Linked DNA regions of Mus musculus: region 2 is linked to region 1. The links are chromatin contacts, called in public promoter capture Hi-C maps. All regions are on one chromosome and are shown on one strand. The core of a region is the stretch at or near the end of the contact, and the rest is flanking DNA. Distances in the headings are between cores, read along the strand shown.

Region 1 (7,348 bases), core at 3,027-5,526:
AGCCCCAGTGTTGAGTTTTAGGCCAGCTTGAGCTTAGAACTTGGACCTGTCTCAGGAACTAAAAGGAAGGATGGCTTGGAGGGAAAGGAAGGGAACCCACTGTCCCTGACCTCATCCACGAGGGGCTGACAGTGTCCCTCAGATCATACAGTGCTCCCTACGCAATGAACCCCTGACTCCACCCCTAGCTATGCACACAACTGTAATCTCAGCACTCAGAAGGTAGAGGCAGGAGGCTGAGGTGTTCAGGGTCAGCTTCTTAGTGGGTTCTAGGAATCCTGAGCTACGCAAGACACTGTATACAATTTTTACGAAGGGTATTGCTCGAAGGTATATGTTGGTAATTTTCAAAGCCGTGCGCCAGGTCTAAACCAATAGCTAATGGGCTAATAAGAACAATCGCTTAAAGTTCACACAATCCTAGGGTGTCTGGGTTTAATTATATTTGGATCTTTCCTTTGTCTGTCCAGATCCCAGTCTGCTTCGCACAGCTCTGCTGATGTAGGAACAAGGAATAGTTACAGTGTAACTGTGGGCAGTGGGCAGCCAGAATAAAGACCTTGAGAGATAAGATAAAGGTTTCTTTGTAAACATGAATCCATTAGTTCTTAGATTTTTTTTTTAAGAAATTAGCTGAAAGGAACTTCTTATTTTTTTAAAGATGAACTAGCTGTGGGAAGGAGGGGAATGTATCTTGTTGGCTTAGGCAGAGTGATACGTCTCTTGGCTCAAGCTCCGGAAGGGGCTAGATTAAGGATGCATGTATTATTTCTCTTTGCCACGCAGCCAGCCCCAGAAAACAATGCTAACTGTGGAGAAGAATAAATGATTTGCGCACAAATGTTTAATGTTTTCATTTCTTTTTAAAATGTAGTAGCTCCAAGTGGAAAATATTTAAATGCGGTTAAATAAACATCATTCACTAATTAGATAAGATTTTCAGAGATTGTGGCCCTGGGAAAATGTTTAGATTATTAAGAGAAAATAATTGTGAGACAGGCTTGTATGTAAAACACGGTTTATCAACATGGAAACTATGCCAAGGGAAAGACTCATAACTCACAGAGAACGTGACTTTGGTTTTGGTTTTGGTCCTTGACCTTTTTTTTTTTTCTAATTGTGGTTTTGTAGTTGGCTTCCTGTGTCGTTGCTTGGGTTCAGCAAACTGTTGATTGGAAACACTCAGGGGAGGACCTTTTCCTGTCTTGATTTTGCTCTTGATATTGTTAAAGAGATGCACATTGTGTAGGACGGCCTGTGTAAAGCAGAGAGGATGTACAATATTATGGGGTCTTGGGTGTGAGTCCTGTCATCCGTGACAGGGACAGAGACCCAGCCCTTATTCTGTCTCTGTGCAGGGACCTAGAAAGTTTCTATCCCCTTAGGGATTCCCATTTAGGCAAAACCAGGATTCCTGGCTTCATAGATCAAGGAAAAGGATACCACGGTATCTTAGTGTTTTATTGCTATTAGAGACACCATGGCCAAGCCAACTCTTATAAAGGACAACATTTAATTGGGGCTGGCTCACAGTTTCACAGTTTCAGCCCATTATCATCATGACAGGAAGCATGGCTGCATGCAGGCAGACAGTGCTGGAGGAGCCAAGAGTTTTACATTTTGATCCAAAGGCAGCCAGGAGAAGAGGGGTTTTAAGGCCCTGGGTAGAGCTTTAAGTGCAGGACCTCAAAGCCCATCCCCACAGTGACTCACTGACTCAGACAAGACCCACCTCTGCATAGTGTCACTTTCTATGGGTCAAGCATATTTAATCCAGCACACATGATGAACCCTGATGAAGCAAGGCTGGGGATTTACCAACAGACAGTTTACGCGTATATCTCATGCTCGGGGTGTTTAGACAGATGACTGACTGATGAGCAAAAGCACACCAGGAGGATGAAGGGGAGCCTCCCTAGGGCAAGTTGGAAGCAGCTTTCTCTATGATGGGGGTGTACAGGGTTTTGTTGGCTTTGGCACTGGCTGGTATTTTTTGTGAGCTTGACACAAGTTAGCATCACCTGGGAAGAGGGAACATGGAGTGATGTAATTGCCTCCATTAGGTTGGCCTGTTGGCAAGTCTGAGGCATTTTCTTGATTAATGATTAATGTGGGAGGGTGCATCTTCCCCTGGGCAGGTGATCTGGGCTTGTATGAGAAAGTAGGCCAATCCCAGCAACTGACCCACCAACCAAAGAGCAAGTATAGGCTGGACCTAGACCCTCTGCATATATGTAGCAGATGTGCAGCTTGGTCTTCTTGCGGATCCCCCAACAACTGGAACAGGGCTGTCCCTAACTCTGTTGCCTGCCTCTGGATCCCATTCACCTCACTGGTGTATCTCTCTGTGTGTGTGTGTGTGTGTGTGTGTGTGTGTGTGTGTGTGTGTGTGTGTGTATCTCTGTGTCCATGTGTTTGTAGGTCAGAGGACAACTTGCACTAGTCAGTCCTTTTGCCATGTGATTTCAAGGGATTGAGCCTAGGTCTTCAGGCTTGGTGCAGTTGACTTTACCCACTGATCCACCCTGCCAGCTCCCCACCAAAAAACTTTTAAATGTAAATTAAGGTTCATCCCAACACATATAATGCATTATTTCAGACATGACAAGCATTTCAGCGGATGAGCCAGAGGTGAGCCAGAGGTCTAAGATAGGCATTTTGCAGTGGTGGTTTAGAGAGAAATGAGTTATCACCTTGTCCTGCCTCAATGGGAGAGGATGCACCTAGTCCTGCGGTGATTTGATGTTTCAGAAAGGGTTGATACCCAGGAGGGCCTCCCCCTTCACAGAGAAGGGGAGGACGGTTGGAGGGAGGGGCTATGTGAGGGGGTTGGGAGGAGGTGATGGAGAGGAGGGGAACTGTTACTGAGATGTAAAGTGAATAAGTGACTTAATTAATAAAAAACAACAATAAACCAAACCAACCAACCAAACAAACAAACAGAAAAGAGGCTGAGCAAACCATTGGGAGCTAGTCAGTAAGTGGCGCTCCTCCATGGGCTCTGCCCTGAGTTTCTGCCGTGACTGCCCTCAGCTACAATGAACTGGAAGTATGAACCAAATAAGCCCTTTCCTCGACGAATCGATCACAGAGTCTATGACAAAACAGAAAAGCACACCAGGATCACTCTCAAGTTGCATTTCCGAAGGTTGTAAGGGCCTCCTGTTCCTCTTTGCTCCAGAGGACCACTTACAGGAGGAAGAGAAGTTCAAGGATGGACCTTTGGAAATGGAGGCGTGAGATAGATTTACAGACACTGTTTAGATTTACGACAAAGAGCAGGCACCAGAAACTCAAGGTTAATGTTGCTTGGTCCCTCAGTAAGCACACTTGGTTCACATTTGCCTCATAGGCATCCTATGGAAAGCATAAGTTGTCTCTGTGGGCAGCATGGGATTGCTGATGCTTTCTGATGCGGTCGGCAGGACCGGCCATCTGGCCAGCTGGGGGTTTTTCTCACTCTTTCCCGCATTATCCTTTCTGCCTTTCTCTCATGCCTCAGCTATGCAGAGACTGCCATTTTACATAAGGTCTGGTGCATCTGCAGATTTTGGTGTCTGTGGGAGGAGGCAGAAGCTGGGGCCATCATCACTGGCTTGATCCCAGGTGATAACTATATTCCATTCCACAGTGAAACGTATTATTGTAGTTTGAGATGTTGACCAAATTGTAAATTATACCTTATTTTGTATGCATATATGTATGCCTTTGTGTATGAAGGGATATGTGACTGTGTGTGTGTGTGTGTGTGTGTGTGTGTGTGTGTGTGTGTGTGTGTGTGTGTATCTCTGTGTCCATGTGTTTGTAGGTCAGAGGACAACTTGCAAGAGTCAGTCCTTTTGCCATGTGATTTCATGGGATTGAACCTAGGTCTTCAGGCTTGGTGCAGTTGACTTTACCCACTGATCCACCCTGCCAGCTCCCCACCAAAAAACTTTTAAATGTAAATTAAGGTTCATCCCAACACGATATAATGCATTATTTCAGACATGACAAGCATTTCAGCGGATGAGCCAGAGGTGAGCCAGAGGTCTAAGATAGGCATTTTGCAGTGGTGGTTTAGAGAGAAATGAGTAACAGACCAGGAAGGAACCCTCCTGTTATTAAACTAAACAATAGTGCAAACATCAGCACTGTTTCAGGAGGGCTGCTGGTTGGCTCCTGTGAGGTCAGGCCCCTGCAGATCTGTTTGTGATGGTGAACCTGAGAAGGGAGGCAGTGACCTGCAGAGTCAGCATGCAGGGCACCTCCCCGTGTGGCTGCTGTGGTCAGGATTGTGCAAGATGTGGCAAGATGAGGTCAGAGAAGAGGGTCTTGCCCAAGCTCTCAGCCCCAGTGGGACTTAAGTGGAGGCCTTTGGCTTCTGCAATTGTTCCCAATTTGTTCATCTATATAGGGAGAATGCTACCACCGTTATTTTAGTCATGGGGCTCCTTAGAGGACTGAAGACATCATGCCTCTAAAAATGTAAAGGCAGACGTTAAAGTGAATCCAAGAATACCTCCTGGTGGGAAAGGGTGAGACCTTATCCATAGCAATGGAGAGAGCTGGGGTCTGGAGTTGTAGCTTAGTGGTAGAGCGCTTGACAATTGTCCCTAATTCCTGGGACCCATGGCTGGCACTGCATAAAATGAGTCAACAAATAGTAGAAATTAGAAACTGCTCATTACTTTCTTTAGTTTTCAGCTAAAGGTAGAAACACATACATGAATAATACCCCATGCTCTCCTTATTTTTTAAACATATTCTTTTTGTTAAGATTGCAGTGATATCTGTAGCCCAGGAATGATGTGTGTGTGTGTGTGTGTGTGTGTGTGTGTGTGTGTGTATGTGTGCATGCACATGCATGTGCATACATGCTTATGCACATGCATTTTTGTAAGCATCCTCTCTCTCTCTCTCTCTCTCTCTCTCTCTCTCTCTCTCTCTCTCTCTCTCTCTCTCTTTTTCTTCCCCATTTTGTTCATGCACAGATTCTTTCTCACAGTGTCTAGGGTAGACTGGACATCTCCAGGGTTTCCTGGGTATCTTTGGTCACTGGTCTGGGTTGTGAAGAAGGAGCACGCTTGGGATGGTCTCTTGGTTCTTTTATTTGTTTGCTTGTACATTCACGTGTAGCTCTAGGCTTAGGATGTCACATGGGAGCCAGAGTTCAGATGGGAGGCTGTGGATCAAAACGATCAAGGTGATTGTTAGTGGTCTTCAGATCATCTTGGCCTGCTCTATTTTTCTGCCTGCTGGATTTGTCCATTTAACACCCATAGGTGGTGTTAAATCGACTTAATGGCTGCTTCTCCTCTGTACTGGTATCAACTTTGCCGTATGAGTTTTGGCACACCGTTGTTGAGTATGTACATGTTTTTATGTTGTGTGGTGGAATTTGCCCTTTTATAGTTTGCATCACAACAGTTCCCCTTTGCATTGAACTCTTGCCGTTCAGTTTTCTTTGGATTAGCTTTGGCATGGAGCACGTGTCTCCATCCCTTAACTTTTAATCTGCTTCCGAAGCTTTTCAGCGAGTTTCTCATAAACAACGCAATGGGCAGCTGTAGTTTGCTCTTGAGCTCATTCTTGTACCCATTCAATAGAATACTTTTAATTTGAAGATTTCATAAATATATACAATGTATTTTGAATATATTCATTCCCTACATCTCTTCTTAATTTCTCCTGAGTTCACCCACACCTTCCATCCCCTCCTAACTTTGTGCCCTCTTTTTTTTAAAATTTAATTTAATAATGCACAGAATAATTTTTGCTGCTCATATACTCCTGTGTGCAGAGTCATCTGCAGGGGCATGATGGACCTATTAGAGGTCACACCCTTAAAGAAGATGAACTCCCATCCCTTGGAAGCCATCGTTGTCATTTTCTCAGCTAGGTGTAGGGGCTCACAGTCCCCTCTATCCTCCCTACTGGAATGTCACCTGGCTTGATCTTCTGTTGGAGCCACCACTGCCCTGCTGTGAGTTTCTGAGTGCAGTGGTCCTATGATGTCCAGAAGACTCTGTTCCGCTCCCAGCTGCAGTCTCACAGACTTTTAAATCTCTGTTCATTGCTCTGAGCCTGTGAGTTGGGATAAAGATCTGTGACCAAGAACCACACAGACACTTGCTCACTTTGAGAAGTTGTGATTTCTGATTAACCGCCACTCGCTGCACAACCGCTCTTGGATGAGGTCTTTTAACTGATCTTTTTAGGCAAATCATGTTTAACATGATTTTTTGATATGATTGCCTAGGAGCTCTAATACCAATGGATAGCTATTTTCAATTCATTGATTTCTTTTCCTTTTTGATTTTCCTGTTTGTATATTTATGGTATTAGCAGGTTTTGATTAGCCAATTGATCATACCTTATCAAACTAAATGAAGCTGGCATCTTAGGTCTCTACCCTAATGTGCCATTCCTGTCCCCAGCAGTGCCGAGTCACAGTGTCCTGCAGTCCCTGTCTGTGAAGGTGGCAAGAACTTAAGTCACACAAGGCTCAGAGAGATACCTTGTGAGGTTGGGCTATTTTAAAGACAGGGTTTTGAGAATTGACCTTTTAGACTGTAAGAGACCCTAGAGATGCCCCCGTTCTTCTGGTTTTGAGCCTAACATTGTTGCATCAGAATAGCTCTTGCACCTTTACATCGGTGAGATGTTTAAAAGGTTTTATTCACTCATTACTCTTTGCTCTGTTAAGTGGGCAGTAATTATCTCTGTACTCGTTATGTGGATAGTTTCATCTTCGGTCATCTGTGGGATTGGCTATATAACTGATTTAGAGCCATTAGACAAGCAGAGAGCCTGGGAGAAATGTGATTCATGGCCTTTATGGGACTGGCCCACCAACTCTATCAGTTCAATTGTAGTTTTTAAACAAGAACTTAAAAGGTCAGATTATGATCGTAGGAACGTTCCAAAGATGCAAGACCATTGGTGCATGCCAGAAACGACTGATGGCCTATGTGAGAGATCTGAGGGAGTATATTTTAAACTAAAGGACATTTATTTATGTATCCATTTATCGGATGTGCGTGTATGTGTGTGAGATTGGAATCAAACCCAGTTCATCAGGCTTCTGGGCAGATAGCTTTTACCAGCTGTGCCCTCTCACTGGCCCTGAGATCTGGTTTTGATGGTGGCATAATGATATGGTCCTGTGAAATAACTTGCCACATTAACGCGAAAACTTTAAAACACCCAGTCTTACATTATGTGTGTACCACGAATAGAATACATTATAAATGCACAAGCCAGACAGTACAGGATCTCGCGGTATCGGGTGCTTCTCCTTCCTGCCCAGGCCTTCAGTCTTTGGATACAGAACCATCAACTCCTTCATTGGAATCTTCTCCTTGTT
Region 2 (7,348 bases), core at 3,336-5,835, 2.2 Mb before region 1:
TGGTGGCACATGAGTTTAATCCCAGCACTTGGGAGGCGGAGGCAGGCGGATTTCTGAGTTCGAGGCCAGCCTGGTCTACAGAGTGAGTTTCAGGACAGCCAGGACTACACAGAGAACCCCTGTCTCGAAAAACAAACGAAACAAAAAATTTGGGTTCTTGAGGCCCCACCCCTCCTGGGGCTTCTGGCAATTAGCGATTGGTTGGTTATGAGGATCGTCTTATGTTTTGGAGCCACTTCTAAGTTAGCCATGCTCCAGTAAACAATGCCACCCAAGCTCATGCAAGCAACCATAAGTAAACTATGTTTAAAAATGGAAAGATTGGAGAGAGAGTTTTATGTCAGCTTGTCACAAGTGAGAGTCATCTGAAAAGAGGAAATAAGAAATCGCTTCCAAAAGATCCACCTGTAAAGCATTTTCCTAGTGAAGGATGGGGGAGGGCCCAGCCCATTCTGGGTGGTGCTAACTCTGGGCTGGTGGTTCTGGTTCTATATGAAAGAAGACTGAGCAAGCCAGTAAGCAGCACCCCTCCATGGCGTCTGCATCAACTCCTGCCTCCGGGTTCCTGCCCTACTTGAGTTCCTGTCCTGACTTCCTTCAGTGATGGACTGTGGTGTGGAAGTACAAGCCAAATAAACTTACCTCCCCAACTTGCGTGGTCGTGGTGTTTCTTCATAGCAATAGTAACCCAAACTAAGATAGTTGACTCATGGGTAAAGAGCACCAGCTGCTCTTGCAGGTGGGAGTTCACTTCCCAGCATCCATGTGGCACATCACAGCTGTCTAATTCTAGTTTAAGGGATCTGACATCCTCTTCTGGCCTAAGGCACTGCACACACAAGGTGCACAGACATGCCTGCAGGCGACCCTGAGGATCAGGCCTATTCACTGTGAATGTTTTTTCACAAGGTTGGAGGATGGGGACTGGGCCCTCACCTGATTTCAGTCCCATACAACCTCCCAGCCAGCTATATATAATCCTGCCATAATTGCACACAACATCAAGGGCCGAAAAGTGTAATATTATAGAAAGTAGTAGGCTAATGGACAGGAGCTTCATCTATGCCTCTATGGGGAAGCTGTCATCTGTGCTGGTGTGACTGTCTGACGCGGTGATGGCTTTGTCACCCAGGCCACTTCATGCTCTAATATCAGTGAGCCTAATATATCCATTGGCTCCACAGGTTGGACTTTGGGGTTGTCTTGGGAGCCTTATGAGGAAAGGGTAAATGTTTGTTTTGAGTTCCTGAAACAGAATTGTCAAAGAAGAACTTTTAAGTAATTTTTTTAAAAAAGATAAGTCTACCAGTGACTCAGTGGACAGTGTCCACTTTCCAGTTGCTCTCCGAGCTCATTTTAGTCTGACTTTCAGACTATATGAGGAAGCCACCCTGTGGTTTGTCATGCCTGTGACATGCTATCATGTTTCTCTGTTTGCTCTTTATTCCTAATGGTCACTGATTGGGTGACAGTTTTGCTAGGACAGTCACTACACCCAGCAAGGAGTCCTCTCTTCTGTAAATCAGTCTGTTGATTCTACCCCAGGGCTGTAAAGCAGCTAGAAGCATAGGCTAGTGTGAAGGGCTCTTGAAGGTTGAGGAGTAAGGCCAGTCGCAGCCCATATGGGGCTGCTGAGATGCTGCAGTAGACTTTCAGTGGTGTCCTGGCAGCCACTGTGAGACTGGCAGTGGTTCCCAAAGTGCCTCAACCTTGAGAATTTAATACAAATGAGAAGGTTCCCTCTGCCCAGTCATTAGGTCAGAAAACCTAGGCCCTGGAGCTAGAGAGATGGCTCAGTGGTTAAGAGCAGTTGATGCTCTTGCAGAGGACTGAGTTTGATTTCAGCATCCACATGACAGTCCACACCAGGATGTATCTCCAGTTCTAGGGGATTGATGCCTTTTCTGGCACCTGTAGGCACCTCTAGTGCAGGCTACTTGTGAGAACATCTGGGCAGGCCCTCTGGGCATCTGATGATGTCCCCTTTCCCATGCCACTGGCATATAAATGGTGTAATCCAGAATGTCAACACTGGATAGATATCTTAAATGGTTAAGACCTTTTAACTAGTTGGCAAGAACTGAGATTTTCAATCCCGCACCCTGGTCTTTCTGCTCCTCTGTATCCCCGAGTGACTAGGCTTAGGATAAGGGATGGAAGTGTCGTGCACTCTCCGGGAACTCAGTGATGAGGGCCTTTGGGGAGGTGGCCATGGTTAATGTCCTCAGGGACAGTGTCCCACAGATAGAGCAGCACGTCCAATGTGACCCCAGTAAGTTTCCCATCCAGAGCAGAGTGGGTTTCATGTGACTCTTCTATCCAAACTCCATGGTTATCTCAGAGAGATGTAAACAGTCGCTGGATTTGGGCCAGTGTTGTTCTGGTCAGGAATGGATGGTCTGTGGGGTCAGGGCAGAGGAAAGCAGTGGTCTGCCTCCAGCGGAGGAGTAGACAGTGCTTCCTGGTGACACCAGAGTACGCTTAATAATACAAGGGTCCTAACTTACAATCTACTCAACACAGGCAAGTTAAATTGCACTATTTTTGCAGTGGGGAGTATTTTTTAAACTGTTGGCACTTAAAAAGAAAATCCAAAAACCCTAAGGGTGGGCTGGAGACATAGGTTAGTCGACAATGTTTGCCTGGTATGTACAAGGCTGAGTCTAATACCAGTACCAGGGTGGGACTGAAGATTCAGAAGTGGTAGCTCATGTCATTCCAATATTAAGAGGCTGCAGCAAGAGGATTGCCTCTAATTTAAGGCCAGCCTGCGTTATGGAATATATTGCTTAAAAAAAAAAAGACTATAGCAGAGTATGGTGGCACATGTAATCTCCGTGCTTGGGAGGCAGAAGCAAGCAGATCTCTGAATTTGAAGCCAGCTTGGTCTACAAAGCAATTTTCGAGACAGGGTCATACAAGAGAAACCCTGTCTTGGAAAACAGACAAACAAAAAATATGACTTGGAAGGAAAAAATCTCTAGGCTTTCTAGGCCCTCTACCACCTTGAGGCAAAAGGGGGTATCTGACAGTTTGTTTGGGTAGGTTTTGGGTTTTTTGGGGGGGGCATTTTTGGTCTTGGTTTTTGGACAGGATTTCTCTGTGTACCCTTGGTTTGGCTGTTCAGGAACTTACTCTGTTGACCAGGGTGGCATGGAACTTAGAGGTCCGCCTACCCCTGCCTCCTGACTGCTGGGATTAAAAGCATACGCTACCATCGCTCAATGTTTGGGTAGGTCTTAGGAAGGATTCTTGGAACTCTTGGTTAGCTTTGTGTACTTCTGTGAACTTCGGAAATGTGAATGAGCTAAAGCCATTTCTATTGATTTTGAGGAGAGCTACATGAGGCTCTGTTTGAGAAACAAAACATAAAAGCTAAGCTTTATTTAGAGGAGATTATAGATTGACATGCAGTTGTAGAAAACATTCCAGAGGGTTCCCTTGAGCCCAGTTTCCCCAGTGGAAAGTCTGGCACAGCACTGCAACCCAGATTCCAACATAAGCAGGCCAAGCCATGTCACCCTTGAGGCACACAGTGTCCTAGCCAATCACTGATCTGTCCTTGATTTTTATAGTTTTATCACTTTAAGAGTCTTATATGAACAGGTTGTAAGGGCAATATGGCTGCAACATCACACACTCCATTGATCGTGAAGTTGGTTTGACTGATCTGGCTTCTTCCCTCATGGATCTACAGAGTTGTCCTGAAGCTACACGCCAGCAGTACAGCTTCCCTGATGGAGGACGACTGTTGTTTCTTTGAGGGTGTTAGCGTGCTTGTGCTCCCCCGATCAACCTCCTAACAGGCTCTCAGGAGTAGTTTGTTTGTTTGTTTGTTTTTGGTTTGTTTGTTTGTTTGTTTGTTTGTTTTTCAAGACAGGGTTTCTCTTTGTAGCCCTGGCTGTCTTGGAACTCACTTTGTAGACCAGGCTGGCCTCGAACTCAGAAATCTGCCTGCCTCTGCCTCCCAAGTGCTGGGATTACAGGCGTGCGCCACCACTGCCCAGCTCTCTCAGGAGTATTTTATAGATGGAACTCCACAGTGGGTAGCTTTTGGAGTCTGTTTTGCTATAGCACAGAACTCTTGTTGATCTCTCCAGCTTGCTGTGTGGGAATGACTTGTAGTGTGTGTGTGTGTGTGTGTGTGTGTGTGTGTAAGCAGGTGCATGTGTATGCAGAGATTCATACACAGTCTCAGTATGCACTCCTACCTGGCTGGCCTTGAACTTGCTACATAGTCTAGGCTGGCCTTTAACTCACAGCAATCCTCCTGCTTTAGTCTTCAGAATGCAGGGATTACTGGCATGCACCCCCATGTTTGGCACATGCACTTATTCGAAGAAAAAGAAAAGAAAGCAAAACAGGAAAGAAAACCAAAATTGAGAGAGAATGTTTGGGGTGGGGTTGGCTGGGCTCCCCAGACACCCCTTTGGCAGCAGGGGCCGAGTTCCCACACTCCACAGGGCCCTGCAGGACAGCTGATGGTTTCAGGCAGGAAGCTCTTGCAGATAAGGCTGCAGCCTCCAGCAGATTCGCTGGGCTGTCTGACATCCCAGGCAGGGTTTCTCTCTGAGCTGGACTGCAGCTGGTCTCTGTAAATAACAGCCATGAGGCTCCTTGGAGCAGTGTCTCTGCCAGCCGGTGACTGTCAGGACAGCTCCTTCGCCTAGTGTGCATCCAGGTAAGAGATGCTGCCCCAGGACACTAGGCCAGGACTGGACAGGTGTCGAGCACAGGCAGGAGGGCAAATTTCCAAACAGGGCTGGAGGGTAGACCCAGGCTGTGGAATTTGGCAAAGTGGGATTCAGTATCCTGGAGTTGATCAGTAAGTTAGACGCTAGAGTTCTAAAATTTATTTAGCTCAGAGTTAAAGGTGGAATCTTCGAGAAGCCAGCAGAGGCAGATTCTGGTCAATCAGAATGATGGAAATACAGTTACTCAGGTTATTTAAGAGCTGGAGTTTGCATAGATCATTTCTAACTCCAACCTGAGAGAGTGACATACTCCAGGCTGGCAGTGGGCAGCATTTATGGGTTGACAGCTAAGAAAGCCCTGTTCAGGGACCTACAACACCAAGACATACTCAGCTGTGGTTTTAGGTAGTGTGGGGAGGGGACCAGGAGGGAGGTACACTTCCCTCAGGGGAGCCATCTAACAGTGGACAGAGCCTCCCAACACTGGAAAGGGGAGTAACTCCAAAGGGCAGTTGCTTGTTGTGCCCTGACACCAGGCTTTGGGACTAGCTGCTGTGTCTGAGTGGCCCCAGCTAGCAGCTCCATATTAAAATGGTCAAATTTGTAAGCCATTGCTTGGCAGAATGGAACTTGATTTGACAAGCACTCTTGCCTGGGAGAGCAGAGCTCCAAACCTTCACATTTGGTTTTCTCTCCAATCTTGAGACATCTGTGCCAAAGACGAAGGAGAACAGGCAGATGTCTCCTTACCATGGTGTTGGTAAGATCCTCCCTGTAGCCTCATGGCGGGGGGTGGGAGTGTCACTTTAGGACAGAGGAGGCTTCCAAATGACAGTACCGTTCGCAGCAGATAGTTCAGAGTCTGCAAGATCCAGGGCTTCACTGTAGGTGTTTAATGGACACGTCATGATGTGTTTGGCTACTGTGTTTCCCCCTGGCCTGCTGCCAGTTCATTCTTGTTTCTTTTGTGAATTCCACATTTAATCTCTCCCCAGAAAGCTGTCTCTTTGATGGAAGTGGGGCCCCAGTCTTTGGGCCCTGGCTAAGAGATAAGGATGTTGTTTTTAAAAAGATTTTGGGCTTGCTGCATAGTCTCCGTTTATAAAACCAAATTCCTTTCCTGAGAGGCAACGGACCAGAACACAAGCCAGTACTTCCTGGTGGACATGGTACCTCCCCCCACCCAACCTCTATGTGACCACCTGCCCTGTTCTGGGCCAGGTCTGGGGCAGAATCTGAGAAAGTTGGAGGACAGGGCCCCATCACACCCACTAGCTTAGATAGAACTGAGGGTAAGGACACACAGGCAGGAGAGTCAGTGAGAGAGGAGGAGGAGCCAGCTCGGGGTATTCTTCATCTCTGTTCTTCCTTGTCACAGCTTGTCTGCTGTGGCCTGATCTTTTGTAAAGCCACACTTAGGACTTTCATGGGATAGAAAGTGATGACTGTCTTGCTGGATGCCTGCTGTCTCTGGAGGAGCGTTTGTTTCTATGGAATACATTCCTGTGCCATCCCGAGAGCATGGAGAAAAACAAACATCTGAGCAGTTTTTAATCTAACCGACAGAGGGTGCAGCAAGGGTTAGCATCGCTTTGATTGATTGATTGTTTGTTTTCATGGGGTCTCCTTTCATAGTGTTGGCTGGCCTCAAACTCACAGGAATCCTCTCTGCCTCTCATGTGTTTGGCAGGGGCCACCATGCCCAGCCTTTTGAGTTGTTTAAAAACTATGTATGTGTGTCTGTGTCTGTCTGTTCCTATGTGCATGTGTGTACAGGTGTCAGTGGGGGGTAAGAGGCAACGGCTCTCCTGGAGCTGGGGTTACAAGCATCTGGGAAACAAACTCGGGTGCTCTTCAAGAACAGTGCATGTTCTTAACCATTGAGCCATCTCTTTAGCATCATTCTCCACCCCCACCCCCCACCCCGACATTTTTGCTTGTTGGACCTTACTATGTATCTCTGGCCTTGAACTCACGAACTTCATATTCTGCTTCCCAAGTGCTGGCTGATGGTTGTGTGCCACCATACCCGGCTTATTATCTCCTTTGTAGCTCTACAGAAAAGGAAGCTGCTTAGGTAACAGGGGAGTGCTGTTGAGTTAAGAGCACTGTGGGGGAAGCGTGCTTACCCACAGGCTTTGCACTCCCTTGTTTCCTAAATTGCTGGAAATTTCAGGACAGCGACAGCAGAGCAATAATCCATGTGTGACAACCCCTGGGTCTGCAGAGTCCCGTGTAAGCTTAGCATTATATTTCTCATGCATTTATGCATGTAGCCATGTGTAGGTAACTCTTAAAAATGAGAAGCTAGAAGGGCGTCTAGACAGTGTTCTAGCATGCGCATCCCTGCTGGAGCTGAGCTGTGGGTACCCAGGCCTCTCTGGAGAGTGCTGGTTCCTGTTCATGGTGATTTTTCTCAGATCTCTCTCTCTCTCTCTCTCTCTCTCCCCCCCATCTCTTCCCCCTCTCGCTCATAGGCGTGTGTATTTTCACCCCACCCCACAAGCCTAGCCCTGTGTGCCATCCTCTGCTCCCAATCCTGATTTTGCAGTCTGCCTTGATTTGTTTTTCTTCTAACTAAAAGCAGAAGATCAGTAGGAGCGTGGTGCTGTCACAGGCTACCATTTCCCCTTAAGCCCTTCTTCATGCAGTCA

The links. Promoter capture Hi-C pulls out the DNA fragments that hold promoters and counts their contacts.
Region 2: a contact with region 1 is called in a promoter capture Hi-C map of liver, with 5 times the contacts expected there. The contact joins the promoter of Colec11 here to the enhancer-like site in region 1. A contact is called at or near these places in 6 of 39 promoter capture datasets (the 3T3-L1 cell line, frontonasal cranial neural crest, hippocampal neurons and 3 more) and 1 of 9 other capture datasets (liver).

What each region holds. Positions count from the first base shown.
Region 1 is chr12:26,395,684-26,403,031 of GRCm38.p6, reverse strand. The region is part of intron 2 of Rnf144a (ring finger protein 144A); the gene reads left to right. Among named protein-coding and RNA genes, the nearest start is that of Mir6538, 16 kb to the left of the region's middle. Within about 2 kb of position 4,276, at least 49 of the 459 cell types and tissues checked have an H3K27ac peak or open chromatin away from gene starts, as enhancers often do. A contact at or near this core is called in liver, where this site is marked.
Region 2 is chr12:28,620,567-28,627,914 of GRCm38.p6, reverse strand. Colec11 (collectin sub-family member 11) reads left to right here and starts at 4,585. Exons shown (of 7, transcript NM_027866.2): 1 at 4,585-4,681.